2 separate regions of the Gossypium hirsutum genome follow, and region 2 is linked to region 1. The links are chromatin contacts, called in public Hi-C maps. All regions are on one chromosome and are shown on one strand. Each heading gives the region's core, a stretch centred on a gene start, on an enhancer-like site or on the middle of the called end of the contact. The rest is flanking DNA. Distances are from core to core; before and after follow the strand shown.

What was found. A called contact is a pair of places that touch in the nucleus more often than the background predicts.
Region 2: a contact with region 1 is called in a Hi-C map of leaf, with 1.7 times the contacts expected there. The contact joins the promoter of LOC107910442 here to the promoter of LOC121220348 in region 1. A contact is called at or near these places in 2 of 34 Hi-C or Micro-C datasets (both in leaf).

Annotation. Positions count from the first base shown.
Region 1 is chrD08:47,645,925-47,651,832 of Gossypium_hirsutum_v2.1, reverse strand. LOC121220348 reads left to right here and starts at 4,386. Exons shown (of 1, transcript XM_041100038.1): 1 at 4,386-5,180. The coding sequence starts at 4,386. The coding sequence ends at 5,180.
Region 2 is chrD08:48,013,123-48,019,703 of Gossypium_hirsutum_v2.1, reverse strand. It overlaps LOC107910442, which reads right to left and starts at 2,290. Exons shown (of 11, transcript XM_016838281.2): 1 at 1,911-2,290; 2 at 1,634-1,813; 3 at 1,442-1,546; 4 at 1,159-1,264; 5 at 364-584; 6 at 178-254; 7 at 1-63. The coding sequence starts at 2,096. It overlaps LOC121219819 (a long non-coding RNA gene), which reads right to left. Exons shown (of 4, transcript XR_005916761.1): 4 at 4,475-6,253.

The DNA of each region.
Region 1 (5,908 bases), core at 3,137-5,636:
CCTAAATTTTTAGATCTGGAATTTGGAGGATTTTAAATTATTTCAAAGATATTTTTCTAGAATTTAATGAGATCTCAAACCATTTTAAAATTCAGCCCCAATTTTGGCTACTATGGGTGGTGGTGCATGCGCCTATGTGCAAGAAAGAGGGCTATTTTGTTTCTTGGTTCTTGCCTATATTTTTCCAGTATTAATTTGAGTTCTTGAACCCTCCCAATCAGCTGTTAAACCCATTTCAATTAGGAAAAAATGTTCTTGATCGATTGACCATTCGTATCCCACAAATCGTGAAGCGTAAGTGCAATTAAGGGTAACTAGTTTGTTATTTCAACATAGTTGTTGGGTAAATGCTATGAATTGATTAAACGAAGGAATTTAATCATTAATTAGCTACTGATTTTCCAATATATTATTGAATTAGGTGCTGACCCAATCGCCCCAAATCATCCGTAAAGGCGAAGAACGATTGGACGTACAGTTCGCTTCGATACAGTGTAAGGAATCTAACTAGTTTGGATTCATAAAATAGTTATAATTTCAACAATTTGTTTAAACTCATAAGTGGGTGTTTAAGGGCTGTTTTTATTGGTAAATTTACTGAATTTATACTAAATTTTGGTTTTGGTTTGTTTAAGGAATTATTAAGGAAAATTGGAAGATCCGCTAGTGTGCTGTAAGGAAGCGAAAAATAAGGTGTGGGTCCTAAACTCATAAAATTATTTGAAAATGTTAAATATTATATTATATTTGATAAATTAGCTTGCTGATTGGATTGACTTAATTGCCAAATTATTGATTTTGTGAGTGGCCAAACCAGGTATGTTTCGAGCCTTAAAAGATTGACATGTTGGCAAAATTGCTAGTTTGATAGTATGGATGTTTGATTGAGTTTGTAATTGCATATTTGAGTTATGAGATATGAGAATGTTTGACTGAATGATATAATGTGTTGAGATATTAAGCTTATGTATGATTTAAACGCATGAGATATTTGTTATATTGTGTACTGAAAAGGGTGCTATTTATGCACAATGAAAATCCGTAAAGCATGTGAAATTGAACGATATTGATTGATACCAACACAGTGGTAATTTGAAAGATTGGAACACTATTTCCATTTATTGAAAGTATGCAATTATTGAGGACATGCTGAGCATGTCAAATGAATGTGAAAAGTATTGAGATATGATTATGTATGAGATTGTGTGACATATTGCATATGCATTGGGTTGGGATTTTATGGTTGACGGAAGAGTTCCGTGCAGTAACAGTGGCATATTAAGTCTGCATTATTCGTAGTCAGTGCACCGCACCTAGAGTACCGAGGGGATAGGCGATTTTATCGCATATCCAGTAGATTTTCTGCATTATTGATTACTTGGTGGTTTTACCACATCGAGCTATGCTCATAATTTTTTGGAGTTTGGCAGACAGGTTCTGGGGAACTCGTGGTGTGTAGCGGATGGTATGAATAGGAACCTTTTTGCATTGCATCATGTGCACGACATATTCGAATGTTATTGATTTATGCTACGTATTGTATTTTGTTGTATTGAATGGTATCAAAATTAATGATTGTTACTCAAATGAATGATGACCTATGCTCATACACCGTTTGACAATAATTTGATAATGGCTATGTAACGATATGAAATTCCTATGATGGTTCTGTTTTCTTCTGTTAAAGCTATGTTTCACTATATTCGATATTTATGTTTGTTTAAATAATTGTTCAACTCACACTGAGCTTTTCATAAACTCACCCCCCAATAGTGTTCAACTTTTTACGTAAACCTCAAAATTAAGATCAGACTCGGCATTCAGAGAATCATTTTGGGCCTCAGATTATTATTTTCTAATTAAGTATTATTAATTCTTTATTGGTTTTGGCTTGTAATTTTTAATTATTTCTGGTCTGTGTCTTGGTAACTTTTCTTTTCGAGATTTTTGCATGCATGAATTACTCAAGTATAATAACCGGATAATGCATGATATCGGGCTTAAGTAAAATTTGATATTGTTCCCTAGTTTCCACTACATTGCAAAGGAACTTTTTTGAAAAACAAATCGATAAAGCAACTAATTTTCTAAAATGACTTGAAAAATGATTTTTTTGTTTTATTAATTTAACTTCGATTTTTTTTAAAGAAGAGCGACAAGCAAACAGTTTTTGTGAAACAACATTGTCAACAATAAAATGAATCCTAAGCATATACGACTTAATGAATGAATGCTTTTAAGCTAACTCAAAGTACAACTACGATTTTCTCTAAAATGAGTTTATTTAAAGTTTTAAAAAGTAACGTAAGTTAGCTCAACCATTTTAGTAGCTAATGTAGCCTTCTCAATCTAACCATAACGTCTAAGCCGTGTTTAGAAGCTTAAAAAAAACATGGATTCGTAGATGAGTTAGAGAGAGCACTAATTTGATGATTAAAAAACTTGTTTTGAGTGCAAAATATGTTGTATTTGTAAAGGAAAAAAAGGCTTAGCTAGAGAGTGAATTTAAATAATTACATAAAAGTGAAGCATGATTGAGTTGGAAATTAAATAACATCCTGTATTATTAAATTAATATGAATAAAATATGCAGACATAAAAAGATTTAAATTACATAACCAATTGGTATATTCATAAAATTTTATTTTTCTAGTACTAATTATTGATCAGTAATTCAAACTAACATAAACCAATCTATTTCCTAGGCATCCTCTACAATAATTGACAGGTAGTAACCCACCCCTAGAATACGCGTGCATTGAGTCAGGCTGATGTAGCCAATGGCAAAGGGGTTTTTGTATTTTGGATAGGAAGCCAATGACAGTTGATGCTTGAAAATGGGGCCATAATATAAGTTAAAAAAAAGAGTCGCATCGCAATCATTATGTTTTGCCAACAAGAGCTTATCCTAGGGCAAATTATAGTGTAAAGCATTGTCTTTTTCTTCCAACAGCAACAGAACTTGAAAGTTAGGTAAAGAATTTCACAAAGGTATTTGATTTTATATGTAGTGGAAGTACTGTGGAGCTAAGGCCAGTGCTTCAAGGCTGGAAAGTTGGTTTCCGACCCTACTACATCACCCCCATTATGCCATCTTTGATTTTGGGCTTCTTCTATGTGCTTCGCTTGGGTTTTTGAGCATTTTTCATAGTATTAAACTATGGGATGGGCCTTCTCTTTTTACTCAAATCTCGATTATCCCAATATCCAAATGGCTTTTACATATATCATCCACACAACACCGCAGATCTGCAATTCCTAACATAGTAAAAGAACCGGAGGTTGCAATAAATGTAGGGAAAGAGGGTAAATACAAAAAAAAAGTAATTACACCAAATTTAGATTCAACTCATATTTGAATTTTTTAAGTTTCATATTTAAAAAAATTATAATATATTAGTATAATATTAATTAGCGAAATTTAAATGATATCTTTAATAACATTTAGACTTAAGGATGTAAAAAGTTCTTAAACTTAAAAAAAAAAACAATTAGGTCCCTTTTTTCTTGCGCTCAATTGGGTACTTAAACTTTCAAAATGCATAAAAAAAACCCTCAGACTTTTTCAAAAAAGTAATTAAGCCCTTACATTTTCTTTACTCAATTGGATACTTGAACTGCCAAAATGAATAAAATAACACCCTTAAACTTTTAATAAAAAAATAATTAAGTCCTTTTTTTTTGCACTCAATTGGGTGCTTGAACTGCCAACTCCCTAGATCTGCCCCTAGCCTTTTTTAATACATTTTAGCAGTTTAAGTACCCAATTGAGTGCAAAAAAACAAGCAGGTGCTTAATTGCTTTTTTTTTTAAAGTTTGAGAGTTTTTTTGATGCATTTTGACAGTTCAAGTACCTAATTGAGTGAAAAAAAGCAGGAGCTTAATTACTTTTTTTTGAAAAAGTCCGAGGGCCTTTTTTATGCATTTTAAAAGTTCAAGTACCTAATTGAATGCAAAAAAAAAGAGCTTAATTGCTTTTTTTTTTTTTAAATTTTGAGAGCTTTTTACACTTTTAAACCTAAAATTTACTAATGTAATTTGATTTTCATTTAATAAAACATAATTAAAATATTTTTATATAAAATCTTAATAGTTTACGGAAAAAAATATTTTAACTAAAATTTATTATTTTTATTTCATTAGGAATAAAACTAACTTTATTAAAATTTAAAAGAAAAAACAAGACTCAACTTAATTTGATCTTAAAAAGTTAACAATCTGAGTCTGCTGCCCTAGCACGCTTAGGTCTGCCGCCGCTGGCACGTTTTTGTTTTTCTTTAATTCGTTTATTTTATGTTTTACTAATTGCCTTCTTCACTTCTAATCTTTTTTCCTGAAATCTGAAAAAGGGGTGTTTGTGTTATTCTGGCAATAAACCTGCAGCCATGGAGAATGAATTAGCACAATTATCGATTAATGAGGAGGAAGAAGAAATATTGCAGATTCAAGCAGATCCGAGTTATCAAAGTGAAGTGGGGGAGTTCCAGCTTGTGGGATGTTTCTTAACAGCAAGTGTTATTCATTTTCCAGCCATGAAAACCACTATGGCAAATTTGTGGCACCCTATTTATGGGGTCCAAATTAGAGATCTGGGTGAAAAAAGGTATTTGTTCCAATTTTATCATAATATGGATATGGAAAGGGTTCTAAAAGGTCTACCATGGACTTTTAATAACCATCTACTATTATTGAATAAGTTGGGGAGAGGCGAAGATCCATTAAAAGTGCCGCTAATATTTACTCCTTTCTGGGTTCAAATCCATGATGTCCCAATTGGATTATTCTCTAAAAAGTTAGCAATCCAACTGGGTAATTTTTTAGGTGTTTTCCTGGAATATGATACTTCAAATCTAGGAAAGGAAAATCGTAATTATATGAGGGTAAGAGTACAGATTGATGTTAGGAAGCCTCTGAAAAAGAAGAAACAGGTTTTATGCATTGGGGTTAGGTCATATGTCAAGTTTAAGTATGAACGGTTATTGCTTTTTTGTTTCTACTGTGGAAGATTGGGGCATAATGATTCATTCTGTGAGATAAAAATGATGACAGGGGCAGATACAGAAGAATTAGGCTGGGATTTATCATTGCGAGCGCAATCTCGAAGAGCCCTTTCAATGAATAGTATATGGCTACGAAAAGAGGAAGAAAGAAAAGGGAAGGGAAGATGGGGGGAGAATTGATCTGAAGAATCAAGACATAGGGATGGAAGTTCAAAAGAACGAGGGGGAAAGATTATTGACCCAATTCTGGGGTTTAGTATTGAAGGAGGGCTGCCGTCTGTAGAATGGCGAGAGAGTAAATTTGGTTCGAGTAAGATAAATATGGCAATGGAACATGATTTAGAAGATGAGACCTTAGTAGGGGAGAAGGGGAAAAATCAAAATAGGGGGAGATGGAAGATCTTTTCAGCAATGCAAAAAGGGATAATACAAGTACAAGAAATAGGAAAATGGTGGAATTCAACCTTTTTATCATCGGCGGCTGCCAAGAGGCAAGCCGACCGGACACAATGAAAATAATAAGCTGGAACGTCCGTGGTTTGGGTCTACGGACGGTTAAAAGACTTCGACAGATGCTGAAGTTACATAATCCCCAAATGGTCTTTTTTGTGGAGACAAAACTAGGAAGACAGCAGATGGAATGAGTTTGTAGAAGATGTGGTTATACGAACGGTATTGAAGTTGATCCAGAAGGTATGAGAGGAGGATTGTGTTTAGCATGGAGGAATGAGGTTGATATAACGCTGAGCAGTTTCTCTAAAAGACACATTGATGTATTCGCTGATGATAATGAAAAAGAATGCAAGTGGAGATTTATAGGTTTCTATGGATCCCCATATATACAGGATCGGAATGAATCATGGGCTGTTCTAAAAAGCCTGACTACTAATAAGGATTTCCCATGGTTT
Region 2 (6,581 bases), core at 1,041-3,540, 370 kb before region 1:
GAAACAAATCCCTGAGACCTGAGGAACTTGTAGACATGTCCACGCTTGCTTCCATTCCAGTCGCTGTGAATTTATAGCATTAAGACAAAAAAGAGAGAGACAAAGAAAAACAAAACAAGTTAGAATGCCTTTTACTGAGGAGATCATCAAAGCCATAAAACCAAAGATGTAACTTACCCGCAGAGTATGACTGGCATCTGGCTGAGTTTGTTTTCTCTCTGATATGTTTCCAGATATTGTAGTATTTGGTAAACCTAAGAAGAATATCAAAGCTAGAGATAAGTTAAGTCGGTAACATAAAAAAGAATGCAAAAAGAAAGTGGTGTGGCGCACTGACGTATTTCAGAAGACGATAACATCTACCTGGTGCAGTCTCACAATGGATAAACTGGAATCATGAGGAAATAAAAGGTGGGTGTTTACAATGATAATTTCCTGTTGAACACTCTCATTCTGATTTATTGAGAAGGGTGCAACTGATTGAACATGCAACAATTGCGCAACACGGTCTCCAAAGTCATTGAAGAACAACTCTCTACGGTTTAAAACCTTGAAGTACTCCTTGTGTATAGCAGTCAACAAACCTGTTGAAGTAGTATAAACAAAAGTTCTCAAGCCTGAGACTAAAAAGGAGTTAAGAATCAAATAGAACCATAACAAAAAAAAAAAAATCAAGAACTTAAGTGATTGAATTTAAATCTTGCAGGATGATCTACACACGTAATAAGGACTGTGAACAGCCTAAAAGATACGAGTTTGACCATCCTTTTCCCATATTGGTGGCAACTGAAACCATAGAGCAGAAGGGAAAATATGTGAACCATAATGGAAGGAGTTATACCCCCAAAGGTGAGAAAATGGTCATTCTTCTGCTTACCTTATTCTATAGGAGCCGATTGGAATGGAGATTTGCATACTGAAAGTGGAAAACTAGAAATGAACTTCCAAACTAAAGAACACCCAGCTGCATCAAACTATAGCTAATACTACAAAATTAGGGCTCAAACTCTCTAATTGTCAAATGATTTTGACTTGATTTAAGCTTAATTTACTTACTCGGGCGGACAGCAACACATAACATATCTATCTAAGTTACAAACAAAGTCTTAAAACCGGCCTCTAGTATGAGAATAAATAAGTAAAAGGTGCGTTGTGTACCATCTCCTCTGTTGTTGGTTCTTGCAAGCTTGAAGGTATCATAGCCTGCAGCACCGAGGCTTTCTTCATACATATGCACCAGTTCTTCATTTCCAACCCAAAATTCCTAATCATTGAACGAAACAATTACCTAATTAGTGAAAGCTTATGTTATCAGAGTTGAAATTAAGGCTCTTCGCGGAAGGAAAGTGTCAACTCTTTATTAATACATGTTATGAAAGTCAAAACCAATGAAAGAATGAGAGAGGGAAACCAATAGAAGAAAAAGGGAAAAGAAACCCACCTGGAGACAGATAATGGAAGACCTTTCGTAAAGCAACCAATTTACAATCTTCTTATTTCTAGCTAACCAAAATGCTCTAAAATCACTCTCTCGTACGCTCTGGTTCTGTTCCATGAGAAAAACAAATCAATGAAAGGAGCAAAATTTACAAAGGTGCAGCGATATTAAAAGGGAAAAGAAAGAAGAAATCACCTGCTGGTCCAATCGCTTGTAAATAGGAGCTAGGATGTTGAAGGTGGTACAAGAAATGCAAGGCTCCCCCATTGTTGAACAAGCATGACCCGTTCTCGTTTCTTGAAAAGGAACAGATTTGCTTTCACTAGAATCCACATTAGCAATATCAGAGCCATTACAAAATCCTGCCAACAACACCTTTCACCCAAAACAGAGAAGGTTAGAATACAGTAAATTGAAAGATAACCAAGACCCAAAGTCTGAAACAAGAAAAAGAATCCAAATTTCAACCTACCATTTCAGAATTCTTGCCACTTTGATTGAGGTAAGCAATGAGAAAGAGGGAAATGAGAAAGGGAAGGAAGCAGAAAAAGAAAGCTTTGAAAAGGGTGGGTTTGTTGAAGTAAGAGTTAAGGGTTGGCCTTAGCTTAGGCTTGTGGACAGAGTTAGATGGAGGAGGAACTGTAATGTCTTGATTCATATGGTCGAGATGTTTTATTAAAATTCAAGTTGATGGGTGAAATGATTGATTGAAGTCGGGGCAGGGGAAGGGAAGCGGAGGTCGTGTGTTTGTTCGGTGTATTAGGACAATGGGGTTCCAGTGTTTTCTCATGGTGAAAAGCTAGCACAGGCTGTCCATGGCCGGGCGGCCCGGCCTGACCCGACGGCTCGCCTAAAATATAGGAGAGTTTACGTAAAAATATAGGCCCGAAATATAAGTTTTGGAAAAAATTTAAGCCCGTTTAAAAAATGGGCCGGGCCTCGGACAAGATTTTTTGGCCCGGGCTCGGCCCAAAAAATATTAAATATATATTTTTTATTTTTAAAATATAATAATTTTTTATTTTAAGTTTATTTACTTTCATTTCCTTGACTAGTGTTACAAAATAATAATAATAAAACATCAAGTTTGTTTTACTAATCAAATATTAGATTTTGTTACAACAATTAATACAATTAATAATTTGATAAATTTATTAATCAAATGTTAGATTTTATTACAACAATTAATACAATTAATACAATTAATAATTTGATAAATTTACTAATCAAATGTTAGATTTTATTACAACAATTAATACTATTAACAATTAATAATTTGATAATTTTACTAACAATTAATTTTAATAACAATTAGTTTTAATTTTATTAAAAAATAATTTTAATTTTAATTAAAAACGGGCCAGGCCGGGCCGGGCTCAGGCCCCATATTTTTTCTCTGGGCCGGGCTTGAGCAAAATCTTAGGCCCATATTTCGGGTCGGGCCAGGACCGAGCCTAGTAAACGGGCTGAAATTTTTTGTGGGCCCAGCCCAAACCCGGCCCGGCCCATGGACAGGTCTAGTCCCTTACCAAGGTTTTATTTATTTTATTTTATTTTGGGTTGTATTCGTAGGTTTATTCGTTTTTATGAGGAAAATTTTATTGAAAATAGGATTCAAATTGGGTTTATATATAAAACCCTTAGTAAAGATATTGATTAATGTTAGGGATGATAAAACCGTTAATCGAATTCGAATTAAATTAATATTAGTCGAATTTTTAAATTTTTAACAGTAAATTGAATTAAAATATTTTTTTTAAATTAATTGAATTAAAATTTATATGTTTTTTTATCTTTTATCTGTCAAAACAAGTATAAAACACATAAAAGAAATAAATTGGAAATGTTAATTTGACCGAATTAGCTAGATTAAAATTACATTTAATTTGTATTATTAATTATTAAGTTCGGTTAATTCGGTTAATTACCCGATTTTGAACAGAATTAATCTATAATTAAACATCAAAAAAATTTATTAACAAACCTCTAACCGAGTTAAATCGATTAATCGGCCGATTAACCGAATTAGATCAATTTCATCGATTAATTCGTTTTTAACCATAATTTAATCTCTAATTAAAGTTACCCTAAAAAAAAGAAACATCTTGATTAAGTGTGGTTTTATAAGGTAAATGACATCAGCCTGATTGACAAAGTAAAATTATTAAATTTAAAAAATACATATATTATTTAAACTTTTAAAACATAACTTTCCAATAAATAATTTATTTCTAATAAAAAACTAATCAACCTCTTTATCATCATCACCCACCTTCCTTTTAACTAGTAATATTCTTTAAATATAAAACTTACTAATTTATACTTGTCGGGATCAAGTCGTTCGAGAAAAAATTTTAAAGTGTTGTTTGTCAGATAATTAAATAAATTTCCAACAATGAAGGGTATTGTCCTCCAATGAGGGTTTTATATTCATATCACCACCAACAAAGCGCTCCCAACTCTATGAATCAAACATCTTCAAGTAGCCTCTTAAGGCATATTGGCTCTCAATAAAGTATGAAAGACAACTTTTTATCGGAGAATAATATCTTCTATTGTTAAGGGTTTGATAAGTTGTTCGACAAATGACACTTCGAAAATTTTTTCTAAATAAAGCAACCCCTCAACACAATTATAATTTTTTTTTCATATTTTTATTTTAAACATATATATTTATAATAATTAATTTTTCACTGAAAGTACATAAGAGTAATATATAAAAATAATAATTTTGCTAATTATAATAGTCACATGTTTCTATTCAAAGTAATAATAGTTGTAAATTAATAATAATAATAATAATAATAATAGCAACTTAATTAATACTCTATCAACAATTAATTTTATATGTGAAGTGCGATGTATTTTTTATAAAGAGAAGAGGAGGTTGCTTTTAGACGTTTACCTGTTAGTTTGTATAGCCTTTATGCACATGATTGCCATGAATTCTTACTTAGTAATCATGTTAGTTTTATACTATATTTATCTCTTTTTTTTTTAAGATATTGGAGCTAAATATTTTTGTCAATTTCTATATAAAATAAAAACTACTTTTTTATTGCACTTGTTATGATACTTGTTATCATCTACCCAAGACCCAAATAGGTTTGGGTTGGATGGGTCAATTTCCTCGAGCTCGCATATCGATTGAGTTCGCAGATCGAGCTCGCAGGATGGGTACCTATGTTCTCCTGCGAAATCACACATGAGATCGCGTGGGAAACTGCATAGCCACATGTTAAGTCTAGAGTAGGATATATATTGATATGCATGGAACCTACATAATATATCATATCAATGAACAGTATCCATATAAATAGACAAACACCACCATTTAAGAAGGACAAAAAAATACTCGAAAGGTTTCCCATTACTTAGTCGGAAAGTGTGGTCATGAAATGGGGATTAAGTGGAACATAATTGACTGGGTGGTATAGTTGTGGAAACACCTGTTTCTTCCATATCTTGGACCTTAACTCCATGAAACAATATGCTACTGCTAAAACATTGAAGAATTGAAATCTTAGATCAAAACACTACGTATGGGTGGTATGAACTACTTAAACAATAATTCTTGAACAACGAACAACCAGAGCTATTACTCACTACATCAAAAAATTTCCATTAATGAAAGATGTAAATCCATTGGAAAATTAAAAATACGCATGTCGGATGAAATGGTTGTTGCTATCTGCTCCAATAACGAATCATTGGTTTAACTGAATAACTAAATAAAATAGATAGATCTTTCTCTTCGTCTCAGGTCGATGGATCTTCTCAACTGGAAGATCCCTTATATGAATAATATATGAATAATACACATTCCAATTGACCGAGCCTAATTCTATTCTAATTATTTTGTTCCGAAGTAAAGATATTCGGAAATACTATTCTAAAATTAAAATAGCTTTTTATCTTATATCATACCCCCATTTGTATCAAACTGTTAGATTAGACGAACAATGTAACCTTTGGACGAGTGTAGCGTCAACTAGAGTTTTAAAAACTTGTAATGCACTATATATATTACTAGAACTGTCATTGTGAATAGCAGAATCATGTAAAAAAATAAAAAAATAAAAAACCCTAAAAACCTCTCTGCTCCCAAAAGTGCTTTGCGTTGAGTCCTAGAGAAAGCAGTATCTTCTGCAGCTTGGGATGGAGGAAAGCGGTAGTGATGATAGAGAGGGGAGGGATGAGATCTCTCTCCTAGCAGAAGAACTCATTCAGTTATCAGTCAAAGGGTCGATGGTGGAACCAAATTCTAAACTAACGTTAATTTGCACAGTTTGGACTGGAAAGCTTTACAACCCAGAAAGCTTTAAGGCACAAATGAAAAGTATATGGAAGACAAGGAAAAAATTTGAGATCCAACGGGTGGGACAAAATTTGTTCTTGATAGTTTTTGATTTAGAAGAAGATTTAGAGTTGATTATGGAGGGGAGACCATGGCTTTTCCGGAAAAATATTATTTTGTTTAATAGGCTAAATCAGGCGATGGAAAGAGATTTGATTAGTCTTACCTCATCACCGTTTTGGATGAAAATTGATTCAATTTTACTAGAGTTTGATAAGAAGGATCTCTTGCATGCAATTGGAGTTACGTTTGGGGGGTCCTCAAATCTAAAATTACCGATGTTAGTTGTCGGCTCAGAATCAATCTGGATGTTCGGAAACCATTACGTCGAGGTATTTTTGTCTCAAGTACTAATATTAATAAAACATGGGTTCCTTTTAAGTATGAGAACTTGCCGATATTTTGTTTTGAATGTGGAAGAATGGGGCATGGAATAACAGATTGCACTCAAAATATACCTGCAAGAAAAAGCAAAATCGGTATTGATCCACCTTATACGTTGGCTTTAAAAGCTGAATCAAAATTAGTTGGTAAAGAAAGTATGAAATTTCATGCTATGATGAAGAAGGTGGGGGTTCAAAGTTCTTATACAGGAGAAAAACTAGGGATGGTAGAAGGTTCTAAAGAAATAGAAGGTGAATATAATGAGTTTTGGGGAGTACAGGAAAATTCAGAATTGATGGTAGGGGAGGGGAAACTAAACGAACAGGGATTATATAGGTCAATGAGGGATGAGATGAAAGATGGCAGTATGGCATCTGAGTGTAAAAGTGTCAATCACGAGAA